Linked DNA regions of Rattus norvegicus: regions 1 and 2 are each linked to region 3. Evidence: chromatin contacts called from public Hi-C data. All regions are on one chromosome and are shown on one strand. Each heading gives the region's core, a stretch centred on a gene start, on an enhancer-like site or on the middle of the called end of the contact. The rest is flanking DNA. Distances are from core to core; before and after follow the strand shown. Region 1 has its middle 190 kb from the start of Jade1. Region 2 has its middle 120 kb from the start of Jade1. Region 3 has its middle 110 kb from the start of Pgrmc2.

Region 1 (3,339 bases), core at 113-2,612, 160 kb after region 3:
TCTGTGAAAGGGTTTTCCTGGCAGCCTTGGGGCTGTTTAAACCATCAAGCGTCATACCTATTTTCTTTGGTCACTGTCCAAAGAATGAACCTTCCTATTCCAAACTCTGTCCATGCATTGTACAATCTTATCACAATAACACTCTGTGCAGATCCACCTAATCCTTCCAGAAGCCTCTCCCCCTCCCCTTCTTCCCGAACCCTCTGAGCAGCCTGTTGCATAATTAACAAAGCCCAAGCTCCACCACTTTCCCTATCATTTCCACAGTCAAAGGAAAGCCACTCAGTAGATGCTCCCTTTGTGTTTGGAAAGTGGGTCAAGTCCCCTCCAATGCCTTCGCCACTGCTCCTGAGTCATAAGTTTCCTACCCTTTAGGATGAGCTTTATCAACTAGAATGCCTTTGGCAGTAAGTCACATAGTGTTCAACTGCCAGGACCTAACAAAGGGACATTTATTATTATAGTACGCGGTAAATTGAAGGGCTGTGTGCTAATTGACTAGTTCAACAGGTCTTTTTGCTCTGTTTCATCCAGGATGTTGGATTTAATCCTCAGGCTTGTTCCATCCTGGTTATAAGACAGCTGCAGCAACTCCAGCCATTGCATCTTTCCCAGCCATGTCAGATTTGATCACCCATAGCTTCTGTAACAATTAACACAGACTTGGTACTTAGAACAACAGGGTCTTATTCTCCAGGAGGCTGAAGTCAGTGTCACTGAGGTGAAATGAAGGTGCCGGCCGGGTACAACACTCTCTGAAGGTTCTGTAGGAAAACGTGGTCCTCGTCTCCCACCGTTTCTGATGGTTCCAGCATTCCTGCGCTGAGGCTGTACCTCTCTAACCATCCTCTGTCTTTCCACTGAAGGTAAATGAGGTTCTTTAGACCATGAGTTCCTGTGCCTATCTGGGCCGTATAAGAGGATGTCCCAACTCAAGTCCTCGAGTTTAATCATGTCTGCACAGGCCCTCTTCCCAACCTGCCAGAGCTGTTATTTACCCTAGCAAAATGCTATACACTAGGCTATGCAAATTCTCTCATCTAGAATGTTCTTTTATCCTTTCTGCTTGTTTATTTCTGAAACAGGATCTCATACAACCACGGATGACCTTGAACTTTGATTCTTGTGCTCCTACCCCTCAGACACTGGGATTGCATTACGCACCACTATGCCTAGCCTGTTTCACACATGCCAAGCACAGCTCCCTTCATCCATAAATTCTTCTCAGGGAGAAAAATCTTTACTGGATGCCTTCATCATGTTAACCCCAGACCTATTAATGGTGTGGGGCTCGTGAACACAGAATATAGTCTCTTAGGGGAGGAAGGCTGGATCAGCAAGAAAAGTGGCCAGAGGGTGAGAACAAGCTGTCATTGTTCTCTTTGCCCCACCGTGGTATTTTCTCTACTTTTCTCCACAACACAGAGGACTGTAGCAGCTGAATTAGATCTTTTGTGTGACCTCACAAACCCCTTCTGCCTTCCATCCCAGCCTCTCTCTGGGCCTGACCATCACTTTCTCTGAACAGCCAGCATGGTGCCCACTGCCCCGACTGGCTCTCTACCTGCCCAGCTTGCTCTCAGAGCTCATATTTGCATCCTCCCCTGTCACCCATCAGCTTGGTCCTTGGAGGTTCTGTTGAAGTCACCCGATCACCAAGTCTGAGCAACCCTCTACTACCTCCTTGCTCAAACTTCCATCATCCTAACTTGCTCCCCTTCGCTCTCAGTGGGGCACTTTGCACTCCCAGTTAATAGGAGAGCCTGACAGACACCCCTCCTGCCCCTCATCCATGTCCTGAGATGCTGAATCATCTGTCCATCCTTTTGATGAGGGGGAACTTTATTCACTTCCATCTCTAATGGAAACCAGCATCCTGTGCCTAGACCCTGGAGGTTCTATGTCCTGTTGTCCCCCCCCCCCCATCTCCTGGCAACTTCCCTGGTAGAACAGACAGACAGTTTGGTGTAGAAGAAGACACCGTAGCCCCCATCACAAGTAAATAATTCCTGTCTGGTTTATGTGGCATCTTAATCTTCCCTTATATCTCTCTCTTGCTTTCCTGTGTAGTATTTTGGTTTCTGTGCATTCTTTGTCCTTGTTTAGAAGCTAAGAGTAAGAAAGACCCTCAACCCCTACACCAACAGCCCCATGTATTTGTTTTTACTATTCGATCTTTTTCCTGAATGGAAATATTCAGAATACAAGAGTATTTGTTTCATTGCTTCCCAGAGGGACACAGAAAACATCTGCATGAGGGAAAAACAAAATCAAGCAAAAACCTCTTATTTGTCTCTAGATCAGTTTTGTGTGAAGAAAAAGGGTCTTGGCAGAGGAAGCCAAAAAGAGAGACCTGAGTCTGGATGGCTTACTTCCCCTCTTTGACCCTGACACTTTGTTCTCCAAGGGGCAGTTGTAGAAGAAATGCCTCCTTGTTTCTCCCCTCCCAATCACCGTCTTCCAAGCTGGGGATAGCTCGTTTAGGAGCGTGGTTGACTAACATGCACAAAGCTCAGGATTCCATACACCCATGCTTGATGATGAATACTGGTAATTCCAACACTGGGAAGGTACAAGTCAAAGGATCAGAGGTTCAAGGCCAGCCTTATGTACAAAAGACACTGTCTCAAAAGCACTTCATGCAATATGTTATGGATTATATATGCTCAGCCCAGGGAGTGGCACTCTTAGAAGGTATAGCCCTGTTGGAATAGGTGTGGTCCTATTAGAGTAGGTGTGTCACTGTGGGGGTGAACTTTAAGACCCTCATCCTAGCTGCCTGGAATCCAGTCTTCCACTAGCAGCCTTCAGATGAAGATGTAGAACTCAGCTCTCAGCTCTGTCTGCACCATGCCTGCCTAGATCCTCCCACCTTGATAATGACTGAACCTCTGAACCTGTAAGCCAGCCCCAATTAAATGTGGCCCTTTATAAGATTGCCTTGGTCATGGTGTCTGTTCACAGGAGTGAACCCTAACTAAGACACAGTAACAATGAGGAATCCCTCCTGACAGTGATCTAAGATATGCCTCCTGGTACCCACTGACACTGCCATTCAGTTTCATCCCAACTCTCATTTTTCCATGCTGATCAGGACCACTCCTTCCCCTGTCCTAGTAAATACTCAGTCCCCACAAAGCTCAGCTTACGCATCGTCGTCTTCTGTGGCATTTCTTGATCCCACATCTTTTTTCCTAACTGATTAGTTTTCCTTCACTTTGTGCTTCCCTCTAAAAGTATGTCATAATAGGCATATCATTCTTTCTACCATATTTAGGTCCTACTTGACTGTGCCCCCTCTGGAAGTGGCAATGCACCTGCTCAGCCACTCACTGCTCA
Region 2 (3,580 bases), core at 633-3,132, 230 kb after region 3:
TAACACCCATGAAGGAATATCTCAGAAAGTGCAGAGTGAGTTCACACATCCTACCTTATCTCCCTCCCTGAAACACATACATAGATAGAGGGAGAGGTAGAGGAGAGGGAGAGGGAGAGGGAGAGGGAGAGGGAAAGGGAGAGGGAGAGGGAAAGGGAGAGGGAGAGGGAGAGAGCCACACCCAGAATGTTCCAGTCACCTGTACCTTCCAGTAAGCAGTCACCTGGCCTGTTCTCTGGGCTTCTCAAGGTCTGGCCTTCCTTGCAAGGGGTCCCTCCTGCTGCATACACTGCCTATTCCTTTCTTCTGCTTTTGTGCTGCTCCAACAGAATAATTGAGACTGTTAATATATAAAGAAGAGAGACTATTTGTTCACTCTAAGGGCTGGGAATTCCAAAGCTCAGGGCCAGCATCTGGCAAGAGCTTTCTTGCTGGAGATCCTAAGGTAAACAGAGAAAAGTAGTTTGGGACTGATGGGTGCTTGCTTTTATATCTCCCTCTTGTGACAATAAACCTACTTCTGTGACAATGACATTAATCCGAGGCGGAGCTTCATGACCAAAACACCTCTTCAAGATCTCCCTTCTCAGAACCATGGTACTGGAGATTAAGTTTCCGACATGAAATCTTCCGGATGCACTCATGCAACAGCACTGCACAGTAAGCCATCCCCAGAGAACCTCATACAGACTAGACAGGCATGAGCGAAACTATCCCGGCTTCATCCCTCTGTCGTTGTCTGAGTTGGGAAATTCATGACTGTAGACATATACTCTATGGCTGAGTAATTTAAATATGTCTACAACCAGTGTCCTATATATGCATGTTTTTCATGGGAAACATGCACATTTGAAAATAAATCAGACAAAATTTATACTAATGTGGAATGTCATCTGCCACAGCACTTAGATCATTCTAGGACATTTCAAACTTAGGAGTCACATGTTGCCAAAAGAATCCAGGCACGGTGTCTCATGACTGTAACCTTAGCACCCAGGAGGCTGAAGCACGCGAATGCCATAACCTCAAGGCCAGTCAGGACAATTCAGTGAAACCTTGTCTCAAAATAAAAGAAAGAGCTGGAGATGAAGTTCAGTGACAGAGCCCTTGGCGTGTGTGTGTGTGTGTGTGTGTGTGTGTGTGTGTGTGTGTGTGTGAGAGAGAGAGAGAGAGAGAGAGAGAGAGAGAGAGAGAGAGAGAGAGAGAAGACTAAAAATAAAATTAAAAACTAAAGTTTAATGGGTACTACAAAATCCCCAGAATGTCAGACTGAGTATAAATACCCTACACAGAACCAACACAGCCTCACAATTAGACAGTGTTGATTTAGAAGGTTGGGGATCACAGCTTATTATCCCTCAGTTCTCCTGGAGCCTATGGATTTGGGGGTATACTTGGGTGTGCAACCTTCACTGCCTGATGGGATAAAAGAACAAACAACTAGTAACAACTAGGTCCATCCAGATCAAACAAACAATGGAGCCCTAGGGGAGGGTCAGAGCCCAAGGAGAAGGTCCAAAGAATTCTAACAGCAGAGATCTATTCTCAACTATGTTTAACTGAGATGAGGCAATATGGTGCTCTAGTGAGAACCATGCACCAAAGGTCAGGACACAGGGGTTTACTCCAAGCTCTGGTTCTGCCATTAACATTTATGTCGCCTTGAGTGACTCAGTCTCTCCGAGGTCCACTCAACTTACCTCTGAAAAGAGAGAGGTCCTTCATGGTCTGAAATTTTCTTTGGCTGCTTTGAGACATAGTTGAACATTCATTAGGGTGCAGATACTGGCTTTCTTGCTTGACAGTGCTTAGAGAGTGGGAGCATGTTGGAATCAAGCTCTGTATCATTGACTCATGTCTGTACACTGGAATCCAGGGAAAGAGTATGCTGAGTCACTCAGAGAACACACCCTGAAGCTGAGGGCTGTGGACAAGCTGTTCCTCACAGCATGCTGCTCCAGGTCAGACGGAAAAGCCGGTGGAAGCTAGTACTGAGGATATTAGTCTCATAGGCAGGCAGCTGCCAAGAAAAAACTCAGAGGACCTGAACTAGTGTTCCTGATGTCACCGTATTCCATAGTTGGGGTAGTCTCTTCTCATCCCCAGGTTCGATAGTCACTTATCTCATAACTGTGACAAAAATCCCAGGGAAAAGCAACTTAAGAAAGGGTCTATTTGAGCTTGAGGTCAAGAGGGTGTGGTCCAGAAAGGTGGGAGTTTAAGGCAGTAGGTTACACTGTACTGGAGGAATGTCAATGCTAGCTCATGTTCTCCTTTTGATTCAGTCAGAAATTCAATCCTCAGGATGTTATCCCTCATACTTGGGGTCGGTCTTCCACCTTGTTAGCCCAATCTAGACACTTGAGAAAGAGATGTGCTCAGAGATTTTTTTCCTAGGAGAGTCTAGATCCCTTTGAGTTGACCATATAAACAGCACACCCTGTTTGGGCTGCTATAACAAAATAATTTGTTTCCAGGAGATTCAATGCCCTCTCCTAGACTCCACAGGTACTCATGCTCACATGTATGCATAAACACACATGTCCACATGCACAAGCACACACAATAAAACAATAATTTAAAAGGAAAAATTGACACTCCCATTTTAGAAACCCAAACTTCCACAGGTTGAGAATGTGAAATATTTCTTTGTATGTTTGTTTTATTTCTGAATTTGTGGATGTTTAGGAGTGGGGTGTGAATGCATGACTAAATATGACAGGTGGGGAGCATGGAGGGACGTTTCGGAGAGGCGTTGTCAAATACCAGTCAACAAGTAACTGAAGAGCCGTTCTGACGTTCCCTGAGTCACTCTTCCCTTACCCATATACTTTGTGAGAAGCTCGAAGTCCATAAAAAAGACCGTGAGGTTTCATTATACATGGCCCTTGTTCACAGCAAGCAATATCTAAAACACAACATCCTGAATTAGACATAGATTAATTACAAAGGAAGGAGAAAACGAAGAGGGTCAATATTTATTGAGTATCGTCTGTTTGCCAAGAACTATACTGGGTACTTTATACACATGAATTAACCTTTGCAGTGAGTTAACCTTTATGGTGACATTAACCCTAAAGTATCCCTCAGAATGGCTTCCTTATAGAGATAAATGTACTGAGGCTTAGAGAGATTAAACCGATTGTCAATTATCACAGTTACCACAAGACAGAACCAGGCCTACCTAGGACTTTACAGCAGCGCTCTTTCTCTCTCTCTCTCTCTCTCTCTCTCTCTCTCTCTCTCTCTCTCTCTCTCTTTCTCTCTCTCTGAGTGTGTGTGTGTGTGTGTGTGTGTGTGTGTTATGCATATACTAAACAGAGAACAAAAGAGCTTGAATATATTGGAAAAGTGTTCTACTGCTGGACTATACTGCCAGTTTCAACACTCCGTCCTACAAGTCTCTGCCCTATAACACTTGGATTAGAAATGGGGGTGATAGAAACCTATATCCTCGAGGAAGTGGATTAAAATCAGAGCTCTTGTATGAATTAATAGACAGGGCAGAACAAAAATATAAGTCCTCTCAATGCCCTGCTTAGAATCTATGTTGACCATTAATGAAGCAACCATGATTTGA
Region 3 (3,605 bases), core at 754-3,253:
TAATAATCAAACAAGGGTGAGGAGATTTTGTTTTAGTTTTAAGTTTTAGTTTTAATTTTAAAGGTATTTGTATTTATGTGTGCATCTGTGTGAATGAATGCCACATGTGTTTGGATGGAGGCTAGAAAAGGGATTATGAGGGGTTATGAACTGACCTATGTGGCTGTTGGGAACTGAACTCAGTTTCTCTAAGAGAGCATCAAACACTTCTAACTGCTGACTCAGCTAGCTAAGCCCAAGGATTTTACCATTAGACAACCATACTCAGTGAGTAGTTACTTAGAATGGTATTTTATTCTTTTAGCCACAAGAGAAAAGAACAATGTTACATTATCTGTAAGAAAATGGATGCAGACTGACAAATTTGTTTTAAAAGACAAATACACATTTTTTTAAATCATTTGTGGTTCCCAGATTTTATATACAAGAATTCACACAAAATATAGAAAATATACAGAGTCATTTATGTATATATGACACAAAAGTAGAAATAAAACTGTCCAGAAATCAAAGGAGACTAAATTGGGGCTTGGGAGGTAAGGTGGCACGTGGGTATATGTGCTCAAAGAATCTTATATATTTTTAACCCCGGACCTCACACCATGAGTATACACCAAGAAACAAACAAATAAAAGAATGTAGGTGTTTCAGAGAGAAGCATGCAGTACAGGCCGGCTGCTTAGGCCTGGGTTTGGAGGGCAGCCTCTGCATGTGTCATTGCTATTATTTGAAGGTCACTTTGATGGCTTATCTGTTGAACTGGTTTCTCACAAGACCATTTAAAGCACACCGTGCCGAACACTTGGAGAACATACTGAAAGCTCAAAACAGCTGTCGAGAGTGAGCAAGGGAGAGATGGATCAATTTACATCGCAGGCTGCTTATTCCTGACTTGTTCCTAGGTAGCAAGGCAGGGAGATGGGATCTCACACAGGGCAGAAGGCAGCTACAGCAGAGGGAAAACATTCAGACCTTTTTACATTAACAATGTTACCAGAAGTTGCCAAACCCAGAAGGACAAATGGCAACATGTGGCTGTCAGCAGAAGTGTGAGGGCGGAACAGCCTCCTTCAGATGAGTCACTGGTTCTGTCCTATCTTGTCCAGGAGCTCTACCTGCAAAAGATGGGGGTGACAGTGTGGAGAGCAGCATGCCAAAGAATTGGTCTTTCTTCTGGGAACAGGCGGCCCCCTGGGCCACGCTGGGGTTTGTCCAGTTCGAAGGTTCTCAGACTTTGGCATGTGTAGAACTGAAGTGAAAGGTGTATTTACAAGGCCCATCTAAAGCCTTATCCACAGAAAGGCTGAGTCAGTGGATCCTTGGGGTAGCCCTAGAATCTTCAGGCTCTGTAGCTGCTTCCAAAGCTTTGAAGACTCCATATGGAGAAGGACAGCTCGGGCAAAGGCAAGCTGGGTAGAGACTCCCCAGGGAAGGCAGCTGCCCTTCTCCGTGGTCTATTCCCCAAAAGGCAGGATAAAAACACAAAGCAGAAAGCCACTTTTGCTTTCTTTTGTGCTGAAGCACGGCCTACTAAACTGTGTTATTGTTTCTCTGTCGCTGTGTGGGGAGACTTCATTATTCTGTTTGATGTAAGAGGAGCTGGGGATGAGAGGGTGGCTTCTTTCAGGGTACAGTGTGGTTTGGTGTAAGCATGAGTTACTGGCCAGCGTTACAGAGGTCCTTCAATTTGTCCCCTGCCATCTGGGTATTGCTAAACACATCTGTTCCTTCTCCTGAAGGATGCTCCAGGGTTGCCACACGATTTAAACTATGCAGAGAGACAAGCTCCATTTGTCCAAATCTCTGGTTAGCAGAGACGGCTCTGAAGAGCCTAGCCTGCCATGATTGGCACACATTCAGAGCCCGGGTTTTTAACTCTGAATTTTGATTTGGGCATTTGCCTGGGGTGTTAGTCTGCCAGGGCCTTCCCAGTCTGTTCTCTGCTGTTTTACTCCTAAAGATTTACAGCTAATGAAGGGATAAAGAAAGGTCATGGGGAGAGGCTGCAGCATGTGGTGGTGACTCACTGGCTGGGTCTGGTGTGGAGCCAGTTTGGGTGGAATGCTCCGGGCTGTGCCTGCTTTCCTGTGGCTCTCAGCCAGGACCCTGCAGGAACCAGTTTCTTGCCTGTTCCTGGTCAGCGAGAAAGCTTGGCTGTTCTACCTGTGTCCTGCTGGGATGAGCTCAAGTCAAAGTAATGAAACCTGTTGGCCATTTTGCAGAATCCAACAGTTGAGCGCTGGGAAGCTCAGGAGGCAACGCATAGTCTTGGGAGGGGTCAGGCATAGAGACCAGCTTCAGTCACCACAGCTTGTGGGGCACATTAACGAGGAGCTAAAGGAATCCAGGTGGGCAGCCAGGACCAGGCGCAGTTTCTGAGTCTCTGAGTTTGCTGCTGCTTTAAGCCAGATGATCTTTTTCTTGTAGGGGCTGTGTTGTACAACACAGGAAGTCAACAGCATGCCTGGTCTCTCACCCATCAGAACTCGGGAACCCCTACCCCGTCAGTGTAACTAGGAAAAATCACCTCTGGCTGAGAACCACTGTGGTGTAGCAGTTTCAGGCCTGTGACTGGCCAAGATTGGGATGATCCACCCACTGCAAAAATCTACTGGGCACTAACCATGTGACAAGTTCTCTGCTTGCATCCAGTGCCTCATTTCTAATGTACATTATATGTGCATTATGCATTATAATGTATACATTATATATTATACATTGTACATTATAATTATTCATTAGAATGTATCACATTATAGCTGTGACATGAGGAAATCCTTTTTGTCCCACGGTAGGGATAAGAGGCCAGATGTTTGTTCACAAAGATAACCTGGAGCTCAAGGCCAAGTGTAAGTTGCCCCTTCCTCCTTTATTGTCTTCCATCATGGAGCTATCAGCTGGGAATATGGGTGAAAATTCGAGGTGCAAGACCCAAGCTGTTACTGTGGCTCAGAGATGCTGCCTGCTGGGTTGAATCCACTTCAGGGCTGGGCTCCAGAAAATAGCTACAATCCCTGTGGAGACATCGAGAGACACGGACAAACTGGAAAGCAAGTAGAGGATCCAGCCAGATGTTCTGTGGGGAAGGACAGGAGCCCGAGTTCCTGCTAGACAGTTCAGATAGAGATCCTCTGATGGGAGGTTGTCACAGGGCATCCTCACCCTGCCCTACTGATAGTTCCACCTGTCCATGGTTCCTGACCCCTGCCCTGTGACACTGGATATACACTCAAATCTGCCATTTTTCAGTTCACATATCGATCACCCAGCCTCCATTTTCACTGTCAGGCTCAAGGCTTCCTTTGCTGTGTGACCCCTGGGAGCAAGTCTGGGCTCTGGGAAGGACCAATGGTTGCAATATGGGGTCAGTGGTGGTCACATAGTACACTAAGACCTGTAACATGACAACAGAACCTAGTTTGGAGTCTAATCTGTGTACAACACCTGGAGTTCAGAAAAACTCATGACTTGTAATTCAACACCAGTAGATGGCAATCTCCCTGGGAAATGCATGTCTAGCCATAACAGCATTGGAGGGGGTGGGTGGAAGGAGGGGTACTGTGGGAAGGGGAAGGTTTGAGGAGACCCAGTCTTGAAATGAGGTG

The links. A called contact is a pair of places that touch in the nucleus more often than the background predicts.
Region 1: a contact with region 3 is called in a Hi-C map of Schwann cells, with 3 times the contacts expected there. The contact joins two enhancer-like sites. A contact is called at or near these places in 2 of 12 Hi-C or Micro-C datasets (Schwann cells and mammary epithelial cells).
Region 2: a Hi-C map of mammary epithelial cells shows a contact between it and region 3, with 1.9 times the contacts expected there. The contact joins two enhancer-like sites. A contact is called at or near these places in 2 of 12 Hi-C or Micro-C datasets (Schwann cells and mammary epithelial cells).

The regions. Positions count from the first base shown.
Region 1 is chr2:126,283,634-126,286,972 of GRCr8, forward strand. No RefSeq gene overlaps it. Among named protein-coding and RNA genes, the nearest start is that of Jade1, 190 kb to the right of the region's middle. Within about 2 kb of position 1,363, at least 11 of the 93 cell types and tissues checked have an H3K27ac peak or open chromatin away from gene starts, as enhancers often do. A contact at or near this core is called in Schwann cells, where this site is marked.
Region 2 is chr2:126,346,354-126,349,933 of GRCr8, forward strand. No RefSeq gene overlaps it. Among named protein-coding and RNA genes, the nearest start is that of Jade1, 120 kb to the right of the region's middle. Within about 2 kb of position 1,883, at least 28 of the 93 cell types and tissues checked have an H3K27ac peak or open chromatin away from gene starts, as enhancers often do.
Region 3 is chr2:126,121,013-126,124,617 of GRCr8, forward strand. No RefSeq gene overlaps it. Among named protein-coding and RNA genes, the nearest start is that of Pgrmc2, 110 kb to the left of the region's middle. Within about 2 kb of position 2,004, at least 37 of the 93 cell types and tissues checked have an H3K27ac peak or open chromatin away from gene starts, as enhancers often do. A contact at or near this core is called in Schwann cells, where this site is marked.